2 separate regions of the Sus scrofa genome follow, and region 2 is linked to region 1. The links are chromatin contacts, called in public HiChIP or PLAC-seq maps. All regions are on one chromosome and are shown on one strand. Each heading gives the region's core, a stretch centred on a gene start, on an enhancer-like site or on the middle of the called end of the contact. The rest is flanking DNA. Distances are from core to core; before and after follow the strand shown. Region 1 holds the start of ARPIN (actin-related protein 2/3 complex inhibitor). Region 2 has its middle 31 kb from the start of ZNF710.

Region 1 (6,474 bases), core at 2,068-4,567:
ATAAAAAAGAATGAAATAATGCCATCTGCAACAACATGGCTGCACCTAGAGATTCTCATACTAAGTGAAGTGTCAGAAAGAGAAAGATAAATACAATATGATATCACTTATATACAGAATCTAAAATATGGCAAAAATGAATCTATCTATGAAACAGAAACAGACTCATAGACATAGAATACAGACCTACAGTTGCCAAGGGGTAAGGGAGAGGGAGAGGGATGGACTGGGAGTTTGGAGTTAATAGATACAAACATTTAAAATGGATAAACATGGAGTTCCCGTCGTGGTGCAGCAGAAACAAACCCAAGTAGGAACCACGAGGGACAGGGATCAAACCTGCATCCTTGGAGTTCCCGTAGTGGCTCAGTGGTTATAATGAATCCGACTAGGAACCATGAGGTTGCAGGTTTGATCCCTGGCCTTGCTCAGTGGGTTCAGGATCTGGCATTGCCGTGAGCTATGGTGTAGGTCGCAGACACAGCTTGGATCTGGCGTTGCTGTGGCGTAGGCCAGCGGCTACAGCTCCGATTGGACCCCTAGCCCAGGAATCTCCATATGCCGCAGGGGCAGCCCTAGAAAAGACAAAAAGAGACAAAAAACAAACAAACAAAAAAACAAAAACCCAAACCCTGCGTCCTCATGGACACTAGTCAGATTCATTACCGCTGAGTCACAATGGGAACTCCAAGCCTCCCAGCACATTAAATCTCTTCCATCAGAAGGTGCCAAGATCCCTTCACTCAGCATCCAGAGCCTGAGTCCTGAACTACTTACCTCACCCCTTCCTGCTCTCAGTCCTCCTAGTCCCAGCCCCAAACATATCCCTTGGGTTTAGAGCCTGGTCTGTCTTCTTAAGAACCCAGGCCACCAGCACAGCCCAAACTGATCCCTTCCACCTATGGCTCCTTTTGGCTGTCAATCTCCCAGCCTCTTCACCTGTCCCGGGAGGCCCTTGATTGAGCAAAGAGCTGGACCCCAAGTCTTGGCACTGGCGGCACCAAGCAGAGGGAAATGCATTGGAGGGTAAGGACCTTGAAGCCAGTGCCCTGTGGGTGCCCCCAAGGAAACATCCTCACCTTCCTGCCATGGGCATCTGAGATGCTGTGCCGTGATACATCGACCAGCTCTCCCTCCAGCAGGACACCATCTCCCCTGGGAATGAGAGAGAAGAGGGGACCAACTGGTTCTGTCAGTCTGGAGGAAAGAGCCCCTCACAAGGGCCATGGCCCAGTTCAGAGTGTACACTAGACAGAAGCGTGTCCCAAACCTGTCTCCCATTCACCTGGCCCCCGAGCAGGGCCCAGAATGTTGCAGCCCCCTTCTCTGTGCTCCCACACCTCTAAGGGTCCCAAAGTCTGGGGTATCATCCAGAGGGTAGGAAGCAGTATTGCCAGGCTGTAAGACCAAGCTATGGCCCCTCCTGCCGGGGGTTACTATAACCTCTGTGGTGTTCTTATCCACAAAATGGGAGCATCACAGTCACCCCATTCTGCTTCTATGATGATGACAACACACAATCATGTATGTGAAGGTGCTGTGTACACTATTAAAGTGTTTACTAAATATAAGAGATTTTACTTTTTTATTTAACCAAATTTTTCAGGGGGTAGGGTCTAAGTAGCTTCTCTTGTCACGTGTTTTAAAGCACTTCCTGGAGTTCCCGTCGTGGCGCAGTGGTTAACGAATCCGACTAGGAACCATGAGGTTGTGGGTTCGATCCCTGCCCTTGCTCAGTGGGTTAACGATCCGGCATTGCCATGTGAGCTGTGGTGTGGGTCGCAGACGCGGCTCGGATCCCACGTTGCTGTAGCTCTGGCGTAGGCTGGCAGCTCAGCTCCGATTAGACCCCTAGCCTGGGAACCTCCATATGCCACAGGAGTGGCCCAAGAAATGGCAAAAAGACCAAAAAAAAAAAAAAAGCACTTCCTTTTTAAAAAATTTATTTTTTGGCTGCCCTCGTGGCACATGGAAGTTCCCATGGAAGGCCAGGGATGGCATCCACACCAGAGCAGTGACCACAGCTGCTGCAGTGACAACACAGGGTCCTTAACCCTCTGTGCACAAGAGAACTTCTAAAGCACTTTCACACTCCCGCTCTCATTCATGTCCACTTTAGAAATGGGGAAACCCAGACTCAGAAGGTTTGTGACTAGGCCAAGATCAGAGGGTCCCAGGAGTTCCCATCGTGGCTCAGCCTTAACAAACCCTGCTAGTATCCTTGAGGTCTCGGGTTCCATCCCTGGCCTTGCTCAATGGGTTAAGGATCTGGCATTGCCGTAGCTGTGGCATAGGTCTGCAGTTGCAGCTCCCTTCAACCCCTAGCCTGGGAATTTCCATATGCTGTGGGAGAGGCCCTAAAAAAACAAACAAAAAAACAAAACAAAAAAATCAGAGTCCCTCATTAAAGGGAACCAGACCCTGGCTTGCCAATCCTAATTCTCACAAAAGCAGAACCTGGGGACTTCCTTTTTGGAACCACGTAAATGGGAGAGGGGTGGGGCAGGTGAAGAGATGGGGCTGAAAAGTTAAAACTCCCAGTACCTCACTCGCCCCTATCTATCCCGCTAATCCCTTCATTCAGTTGTATTTGTAATTGCAAATGGAGTGGTCTAGTCGTTCTCTGTTCTCCGTGCCAGTGATGGTAGGGCCTGGCCCTCCGGATCCAACTCAAGCCTCCAGGCAAGCCTGGCCCTCCCTCCCAGGCCAACTCCCACCCGCTGTTCCGGTCACAGCACCACACAGTCCCTACTGAAGCGGAGTGCACCGTGTGCAAAAGGCCTAAAGGCAAGGCAGGGGCAAGTGGTGAAGTTTATAGCCGATATATGCCAGCGCGGGATAAAGACAAAGGTTGGTAAGCAATCGCCGTCTTATGAGCGCTGTTTGGGAGTCAGGACCGACCCTCTGTGAGTTTTAAGGCTTAAGGGGTGCGCTCCGAGGGGAGCACTGGGAAGAGCGGTCTGGAGCCCAGGGGACCTTCGGTGAGCCCCGCCTTTCCTCCCAGCCGTACCCGATCTTGGTGGCGCCCCCCTTCCCCTGCCAATCAGGGAGCCCGGGATCGACGCGGAGCCTAGGGATCCGACGCAGGCCGGCCCGGGAGGCGGAGGGAGATGCGGGCGGAGCCTACCCCTGGTGGGCGGCGGGGTCCCAGGCCCCAGGCAGCCGCGCGCTCTGCACCGCTTTGTTCTGGAGGGCGCTGTCGTGGTAGATGCGGCTCATTCTCCCCACGGGCGCGGAGCCCTCGCGGCCCGGGGCACTGAGCCGGCACGCGGGGCGGAAGGCGCTGCGAGGAGCCGCGCAGGGAGCACACGCCGAGACTGGCAATTCCCAGCCGCAGATCCGGGTCCGGCGCGGCTGCGGGCGTTCCCGCGCGGGATTTAAAGGGGCCGAGCTCCATTTCTGCCCGCGGGACTTTGCTTGGTGGGAGGCCGGCTCCTGCAGGGACCCGGCCTTGGCCTTCTGCCGCGGGTGGGGATAGGGCGGGGAGTGGAGCCACGCCCTTCTCGTTCTCTCCCTCTTCCTTGTTCCTAGAGGGAGACCTAGGCCTCACACACGCGCAAGGGAAATTGAGGCCAAGAGAGCTAGTACGGTCAGCTCTGAAAGGATGGGATTCCAGGAAGCAGGAACGGAAAAATGGGAACAGCCCTCAGGGACGGCGCAGTGGTTAAGCACAGAGTCGCTCTTTTTACGCCCCACGCGCGAGGTCGCAGAGCGGCTGAGGGAAGAGCTCTGGGGACCTGTAGCAAAGGAGCCTGAGCTGAGATGTCAGATCAGCGACTTACCATGGTTAGAATCCCAGCCAGGTGAGCTTGGACAAGTTCTTCAACCTCTCTGAGCCCGTGCCTCCTCCTCTATGAGATGGGGTCAGTGTCAGAGGAGTTGTAAAGATTTAATAAGCTCACTCTAGGGAGTTACTGTTGTGGCGCAGGGGAGAGGAATCTGACTAGTATCCATGAGGACACTAGTTCCATCCCTGGCCTCTTTCAGTGGGTTAAGGATCCAGAGTTGCCGTGAGCTGTGGTGTAGGTTGAACTCCGCTCAGATCCAGAGTTGCAGTGGCTGTGGTGTAGGCCGGCAGCTACAGCTCCGATTCAACCCTTAGCCTGGGAACCTCGATGTGCAGTAGGTGTGGCCCTAAAAAACAAAACCAAAAAAAAAAAAAAAAAAAAAAAAGGGAGGAGGGCAAAGATGGAGTTTCCTTATGGCCCAGTGGGTTAAGGATCTAGTGTTTTCACTGCAGCAGCTTGAGTTGGACCCTTGGCCCAGGAACTTTTGTAAGCCACAGATACAGCCAGATAAGGGGGGGGGGCAAAGAAATTTCTTCAAAGGAGACATATGCATGCCCAAAATTTATATGAAAAGCTACTCAGCGTCACCAATCATCAGGGGAATGCAAACCAAAATCACAATGACATATCACCCCCCACCTCTTAGAATGGGTTATCAAAAAGATAGAAGATAGGAGTTCCCTTGTGGCACAGTGAGTTAAGGATCTGGCTTGTCACTGCAGCAGGCTAGGTTCAATCCCTGGCCCGGGAACTTCCACATGCCGTGGGCCTGGCCAAAAAAAAAGACAAAAGATAAGTGTTAGTTAGCAAGGATATGGAGAAAGGAGAATTCTTGTACAGCATTGATGGGAATATAAATTGGTGCAGCCACTGTGGTAAACACTATGCAATTTTCTCAAGAAATTAAATATAGAACCACCAAATGATCCAGCAGTCTCACTTCTGGGTTTATGTCCAAAGGAATTGAAATCTGTGATACCAAAAGGATATCTACAATATGGGAAACGAATCTGAAAAAGAATGGATATGTGTATATGTAAAGCTGAATCACTTTGCTGTGCAGCAGGAATTATCACAACATTATAAATCAACAACAATAAAACCTTAAAAAACAGGGGAAAAAAAGGAAATTCTCTTGTGGTACAGCAGGTTAAGAATCTGGTTTTGCCACAGCTATGGCAGAGGCTGCAACTGTGGTACAGTTTCGATGATCCCTAGACTGAGACCTTCAACCTGCTGTGGATGCAGGCAAAAAGAAAAAAATTAAGGAAAGAAAGGGGTAATCTGCATTCCCATGTTCCTTGCAGCATTATTCACAATAGCCAAAATATGGAAGCAACCTAATGTCCATGAGGTTATGGACATAACCTCATGAATGAAAGAAGGTTGAATGGAAGAAGAAAATGTGATATATGGATACAATGGAATATTGTATCAGGCTTAAAATGTATTAGGCTTAAAAAAAAGGAGACCCTGCCATTTGCAACAACATGGATGAACTTGGAAGTGAAAGAAGCCAGACAAAGAAAGACAAACACTGCATGAGGAATCTAAAATATTCAAACTCAGAGTTCCTGTCCTGGCTCAGTGGTTAAAGAACCCAACTGGTATCCATGAGGACACGAGTTCGATCCCTGGCCTCCCTCAGTGGGTTAAGAATCTGGCATTGTGTGAGCTGTGGTCTAGGTCGAAGATGAGGCTCAAATCTCATGTTGCTGTGGCTGTGGTATAGACCAGTAGCTACAGCTCCGATTTGACCCCTAGCCTGGGGACCTCCATATGCCAGGGGTGCGGCCCAAAAAAGACAAAAGACAAAAAAAAAAAATTCAAACTCATAGAAGCAGAGAGTATAACTGTGGCTGCCAGGGCCTTGCCGGGGGTGGTGGCGGGGGCTGGGGGTGAGGGAGAGCAATGGGGAGGTTATAGTCAAACCTGAGCTGTGGCATGGGTCGAAGATGCAGCTTGGATCTGCCTTTGCTGTGGCTGTGGTTTAGGCTGGCAGCTGCAGCTCAGATTCGACCCCTGGCCTGGAAACTTCATATGCCGCAGATGAAAAACAAACCAAAAAATCCTGGTCCCAGCCACAGGCAGGCACACCTCTTCCTCCTCCCCCTTCTGTATCATCTTCCCCTTCAAAGGGCTCCAAATCTTTACCGCCTTTTATGGCAGCCCCTAGTTATAGGTGACTATTAAAATTTGAATTAAACCTAAACAAAATTTAAAATTCAATTCTTCAGTCTCACTAGACACATTTCAAAACTCAATAGCTAGCAACATGTGGGCAGTGGCTACCATTCTGGCCAGGACCCACACAGAAGCTTTTCATCATCGCAGAGAGTTCTATCAGACAATACTGCTCTAAATCCTTTCTTCAGAAGAGTAATCTGGAGTTGCTGTTGTGGCTCAGGTAACACACCTGACTAGTATTCTTGAGGACACAGATTCGATCCCTGCCCCCACTCAGTAGGATAGGGATCTGGCGTTGCTGTGAGCTGTAGGTTGCAGGCCCAGCTCAGATCTGGTGTTGATGGGGCTGTGGTGTAGGCCAGTGGCTACAGCTCTGATGCGACCGCTAGCTTGGGAACTTCCATGTGCTGCAGATACAACCCTAAAAAGCAAAGCAAAGCGAAACAAAACAAAACAATAATCTCCTGCTTACCAGACTCTGACTCACCCCATCAGCATA
Region 2 (6,474 bases), core at 1,045-3,544, 57 kb after region 1:
TACTTTTCTGTATGCGTGTTACATTTTACAATTATCAAGTGTAAAAAAGAAGAGCACCTGCTGGAGTTCCTGTCGTGGCTCAGCAGAAATGGATCTGACTAGCATCCATGAGGACACAGGTTGGATCCTCAGTGGGTTAATGATCTGGGGTTGGCACAACCTGTGGTGTATGTCTCAGATGCAGCTCGGATCTGGTGTTGCTGTGGCTGGGGTGGAGGCCGGCAGCTGCAGCTTCAATTAGACCCCTCTCGCCTGGGAACCTCCATATGCCACAGGTGCAGCCCTAAAAAAGACCCAAAAAAAAGAGCACTTGCTGGCAAGAAAACTTTGTTGAAGTATTATAAAGTGTAAACAGTTTACACAAGGATTTATATGGCATGGTCTTCGTTTTACTTTATGTATGTATATATATGTATATGTATACATGTTTATATAAATGAAATGATTTGGAGGGATATACATGCACCAAGGTTAAATGGTAGCTATTCCTGGATGCGATCACAAGTATTTTTTGTTTTTTGTGTCTGTGTATTTTCTTATCTTTCTGTAATAAGCCTTTATTGCTTTTCTAATAAGAAATAAAGTCATTTTTCAGTATTGGCCTGGGAGTAATAGATCAATAGAACAGAAGAGAAAACTGAAAAAGAGATTCAGTAGGTATAAGAATTGGCTGTGAGATAAATGTGGAATTTCGAATCAATGGGCAAAAGGGTAGTTCAATACATTGCATTGGTTCAACTAGTTAATGGTTTAGAAAATAAAGCTGAGCTCTACCTTGTACTAGATACTAAATTCACTACTATATGATTTAAATAGAACAAAAACCTTTTAATCATGCTATGTAAAATCATAAAGGATTAGAACAAAATATAATTAAACAGGTCTATACTCTTGGAATAGAGAGGCTTTTCTTTTGGGGGAGGGGCACACCCATGACATGTAAAAGTTCTTGGGGCAGGGATTAAACCTAATCAACAGTAGTGGCCTGAACCCCAGCAGGGACAACTGCCAGGTCCTTAACCCACTGAGCCACCAGGGAACTCCTAAAGAAAGTCTTTCTAAGCCTAGTATCAAATTTGGCAAGCACACAGGGATAGGTTGACAGATTTGACAATATAAAAATATAAAACTAGGGGGTGGTTTAAGAAGTGTGGCACAGTGGTTTAAGAATCTGACTGCAATGGCTTGGGTCTCTGTGGAGGTGTGAGTTCAATCCCCAGCCAGGGCAGTGGATTAAAGGATCTGGTGTTGCTGTAGCTGCAGCTTGGATTCCATCCCTGGCCCAGGAGCTTCTATAGGCGGTGGGTGCTGCCATAAAATTTTTTAAAAATTAAATAAAAACAATAAAAATAATAAATATATTTTAAATGCCATATGTTCACAATAATAGCAACTGCAAAATACCTGGGAATAAATTTTTTTCTTTTTATTTTATTTTACTTTATTGCTTTTTAGGGCCGCACCCGTGGCACATAGAGGTTCCAAGGCTAGGGGTCAAAACAGAGCTACAGCTTCTGACCTATGCTACAGCCACAGCAACACAGGATCCAAGCTGCGTTTTGACCTACACCACAGCTTGGGGCAACGCCGGATCCTTAACCCACTGAGCGAGGCCAGGGATTGAACCCACAACCTCATGGTTCCTAATCAGATTTGTTTCCACTGAGCCATGACAGGTAGTCCCCAAGGAATAAATTTAACAGGAAAGGTGGAATGTCTTATAACTTTATTGGAAGACATGAAAGAAGTTCTCCCATTTTCCTGGGAAAATGGAGAACTCGGTAGAGGGAGTGGAGTTTATGCCCTGCATCTTTATCTTTGGGAAAAAAAGACATAAAGAGAGAGAGAGAACCTAAATGATCACAAATTAATCCTTCTGACTGAGTGATGCACTGTGGTTTAGAAGAATGCGTTAGCTCTGCACCTGTTTTTATGTGGAAGGAAGATTTCTCTGCCACGTCCTCTCACACACTCTAAGCTTGGAAGAGAAGGAGCTGCTGGCTTTGCCTGGGCTCTGCTTAGCAGGGGGAGGTCATTGTGTTGGATGGACACGCCCATTCGTGCTCTTCCCTCTATTGCCCCTCCATGCACACCCTGGTGGCCTCATGGGTCTCAGGCTGCCTTGGGACTGGCCTGGCCACGCCTCCACTTCTGCTGTCACCAGGATCTGCTGATCTACTTCAGATCCCCTTTCCCTGGGCTGGCCAGATGCCCAGCTTCAGTCCAGGCTCTGTGCTGCAAGTCTAGCTTCTACCCCTGGGTGCTGTGTGAGGCTGTGACAGACATGGCCAGGCCTGCCAGTTCAGAGTGTCCCTGGCCTCCTGTTGCAGTAGACAAATGAGGATGCATGCTCACATGGTTGCCGAGTGACCGCAAGAGTGTTTAGTCATCACTTTAAAACCAGAGGATACTATAGCAATGCATCATCGGACTGTAGGAAGAATTGACCCATATGTTAGATCTGGATGATGTGAACAATCAGAAGCCACCATAAACAAACTAGCAACATAGAATAACTTATTAGTTAAGAATACAGATTTTAGGGAGTTCTGTCGTGGCTCAAGAGGAAACGAATCTGACTAGTATCCATGAGGATGCAGGTTTGATTCCTGACCTCGCTCAGTGGGTTAGGGATCCAGTGTCGCCATGACCCAGGGTGGCAGACATGGCTCAGATCTGCCATTGCTGTGACTGTGGTATAGGCCAGCAGCTACAGCTCCGAATCGACCCCTAGCTGGGAACCTCCTTATGCTGTGGGTGTGGCCTTTAAAAAAAAGAAAATACAGATTTTAGACTGCCTACTTTCAAATCCAGGTTCTGCACTTCACTGGCCCTGTGACCTTTGACAAGTTAGTTCACCACTCTGTGCCTCAGTTTTTGCCTCTGTAAAAATGTTATTATCCTAAAATAGTATTGTAATACTATCTCCCTCTCAGGGCTCTTATGAGGAATGACTACGTTATTATATGCAAGGCATACTTAGAATTGTTCTGGATGTTGTCATCATTACAGTGGAATCCAAGAGACTCAGAAAACCCTGCTCAGGCAGAGCTTCACCCTCTACAGCTGACTGCCCTGGCACCTCTCCTGAGAGGAACAAGGAAATCAAACCAGTCACTTCTAACACTCTCAGCACATGGTCACCTAGTAGTGCTGGCTGAAAGTCACCTGCTGCGCAGTAAAATGGAATTACTACAAAATGGAAGCATTAGGGCCTTTGTTTTGTGCTGGTTCTCAAGCCCAGGCCTCTCTGGTATCAGGTACCTGCCCAGTTAACAATGAAATGAATGGTGCTTTGATCCTCATTTTGGCTGTTCTTCCATGTATAAGAGCTCCTGTGGGAATCTTCTATGTGAAGGGCAAGTGCAACCTGCCAGGGTTCCCTAGCCATGGTCCCTTTAAAACCCCACCTCCAGGAGTTCCCGTCGTGGCGCAGTGGAAATGAATCTGACTGGGAACCATGAGGTTGCGGGTTCTATCCCCGGCCTCGCTCAGTGAGTTAAGGATCCAGCATTGCTGTGAGCTGTGGTGTAGGTCGCAGACTCAGCTCAGATCCCGAGTTGCTGTGGCTGTAGTGTAGGCCAGTGGCTACAGCTCTGATTAGACCCCTAGCCTGGGAATCTCCATATGCCACGAGGGCAGCCTTAGAAAAAGCAAAAAGACAAAAAAATTTAAAAAATTTAAAAATAAAATAAAACCCCACCTCCACCCCGCTTAGATATCAAAAGATGCCCATCATGGGTTGGTGAATGAAAAAACACAAGGCAGAACAATATGACTAGTAAAATATTGTTTAAAACATGCACAAAAATGCCCTTTCAGGGAGTTCTCTTTTTTGCTCCATGGTAACGAACCCAACTAGTATCCATGAGGATGTGAGTTCGATCCCTGGCCTCACTCAGTGGGTTAGGGATCCAGTGTTGCCAAGAGCTGTTGTGTAGGTCGCAGATGCTGCTCAGATTCCGAGTTGCTGTGGCTCTGGTATAGGCCAGCAGTTGCAGCTCCGATTTAACCCTTATCCTGGGAAATTCCATATGCCGCACGTGCGACCCTAAAAAAAGATAAAAAGAAAAAAAAAAAGAAAACACATTTTCACAGTCTAAAAAGATGGATGCCAAACAGTTCATGGTGGTTGTCTTAGGCTGGTTTTCTCAGGAACCAGGGAGTGGGCGTCAGGAGGGGGCACTGCATTTTTGCTGTAGATCCGCTAGTACTGTCTTATGTTCTCATAGCAAGCATATGTGACCTTTTTTTTTGGCTTTTTAGAGCTGCACCCACAGCATATGGAGGTTCCCAGGCTAGGGGTCCAATTAGAGCTGTGACCGCCAGCCACAGCAATGCAGGATCATTAACCCACTGAGCGAGGCCAGGGATCAAACCCATGTCCTCATGGATACTAGTCAGGTTCGTTAACCACTGAGCCACGATGGGAACTCCCATATGCAACATTTACTTTTAAAAAATAATGGCAATTTTTCCCAAAAAAAAACAAATTGTGGAAAAAATATTTATAACACATACGGCAGACCAAGTGTTAAAGCAATATCTGTAAGTGTTTATGAACAGAAAAAGTGGTTGAAAAGAATAGAATAAAACAACCACAGTGGTTATCCCTAGAGGAGAACTTAATGGGATATTTTATTTTTCTTCTTTATACCCTTTCCTATATTTTCCAAACATTTAGCAATAAAAATGCATTACACTTTTTGAGTCAGAGAAATACGATTTTTTTAAATTGAGGAGAAATATAACGATAAACAGAAAATTAAAGAGAAGATTTGAAAGGAAAGCAGAAGGCTTAAAAGGTTCAAAAAGCTAGAAGATAAAATGAGATCATTTAAAAAGAAAAAATAATGGGGAATAATACAAATCAGAACAAGCTAAGGAATACACTAAATAATGCTAAAATTTTTTTGGAGTTCCCGTTGTGGCTCAGCAAAAATGAACCCGACTAGTATCCATGAGGATGTGGATTCGATCCCTGATCCTGTGGGTTAAGGATCCTGCTGTGAGCTGTGGTGTAGGCTAGCTCTGATTCGTCCCTTAGCCTGGGAACTTCCATATGCCATACCTGCGGCCCTAAATTTAAAAAAAAAAAAAAAAGTTAAAAAAATTTTAAATACATATACACTAAAATAAAAGAACAAGCCAAGATATTAAAAATCAATATTAAAAAATATTTAAGAAGTTCCCTGATGGCTCAGTGGGTTGAGGATCCAGTGTCATCACTGCTGTGGTGTGGGTTTGATACCTGGCCCTGAAACTTCCACATGCCATGGGTGCAACCAAAAAAATAAAATTAAAAAGAAGAATAATTGCCAAAAATAGAAAAATCAATAGCCAGAAAGGTTACAAAGAAACCACTAGAGAGCATCCCAGGTGTAAGTCCTTAGGGGGGATCTTATGGACAGGAAACCCTGGCTGAGGCCCAGAGCATCTGATGAAAAAAGGGCTTCCATAGCGGGAGATGACAGGACCTTTGGCAACTTATGGCCAGCCAGCAGCTGGTGAACTTCCCGGATTCTCCCCCTTATCTCAGAGTCATGTGTGCATGTGTATAACATTCTTAGGACTGCAAACCCCATGAGGGCCACTGCTGGACACCCACTTTCTTCTGTTGCTACTAGATCCATCACTTCCCTCCTGATCACTCCAGACCACCCTGAGAGCTTCCAGACTCCAGGCCTTGGCATTCTCGGGTCAGGCCTGCAGCCCACAGTGAAGCCTGAGCAATTATCTCACCAATCCGGGAGCCTCAGCTCCCAGCCTGCATTATAAAACATTGTGGCACTTTTTTTTTTTTTTTTTTTTTTGGCTTATTTAGGCCTGCACCCATAGCATATGGAAGTTCCCAGGCTAGGGGTCCAATCAGAGCTATAGGTGCCGGCCTACACCATAGCCACAGCAACTCGGGATCTGAGCAGCATCTGCAACCTACACCGCAGCTCACGGCAACACCAGATCCTTAACCCAATGAGCAAGGCCACAGATCAAACCCACATCCTCATGGAAACTAGATGGGCCGGTTTCCACTGCGCCACAACGGGAACTTCATGTGGCACAAATTAATCACATGATGTTTGCAAAGTGCCTGGCACAGAGTAGGTAGTTGGCAAATGCTAAGGGAGATCAGTGACTGAGTGGGATCCTATCCCCCAGGTTGTGGCACAGAAACTCAGAACTCCAGCCTGCCCAGGCCCCAGGTAGGCACCACTCCGCCCTCCCGTGCAGACAGTCCACACACACACACACACACCGCCCCAGCAGCAGCAGCCTTGACTTGTACACCAAAGAAAGCCCCAAGCTGCCCCATGCTAACCCCAGGCCTCCCACAGAGGCTCATTGTACAAGAGAGAATGGGGTCTGGGGGGCACAGAAGAGCACCCTGGGTTGGCGCCGAGCCTTCAGCAGGCCTCCTTCCCACCCAGCCCCCAGGCCAAGGCCCCTCGGCCTGAGCCACATCCCATGAGCCTC

Evidence for each region. HiChIP or PLAC-seq counts read pairs in DNA pulled down with a chosen protein or histone mark.
Region 2: a contact with region 1 is called in an H3K27ac HiChIP or PLAC-seq map of alveolar macrophages. The contact joins the enhancer-like site here to the promoter of ARPIN in region 1. A contact is called at or near these places in 6 of 47 Hi-C or Micro-C datasets (alveolar macrophages, embryonic fibroblasts, fetal heart ventricle and 3 more) and 1 of 2 datasets of contacts at active chromatin or transcription factors (alveolar macrophages).

What each region holds. Positions count from the first base shown.
Region 1 is chr7:55,480,218-55,486,691 of Sscrofa11.1, forward strand. ARPIN (actin-related protein 2/3 complex inhibitor) reads right to left here and starts at 3,318. Exons shown (of 6, transcript NM_001244544.1): 1 at 3,128-3,318; 2 at 1,080-1,155. The coding sequence starts at 3,219.
Region 2 is chr7:55,538,412-55,544,885 of Sscrofa11.1, forward strand. No RefSeq gene overlaps it. Among named protein-coding and RNA genes, the nearest start is that of ZNF710, 31 kb to the right of the region's middle. Within about 2 kb of position 2,295, at least 20 of the 83 cell types and tissues checked have an H3K27ac peak or open chromatin away from gene starts, as enhancers often do. A contact at or near this core is called in alveolar macrophages, embryonic fibroblasts and retroperitoneal adipose tissue, where this site is marked.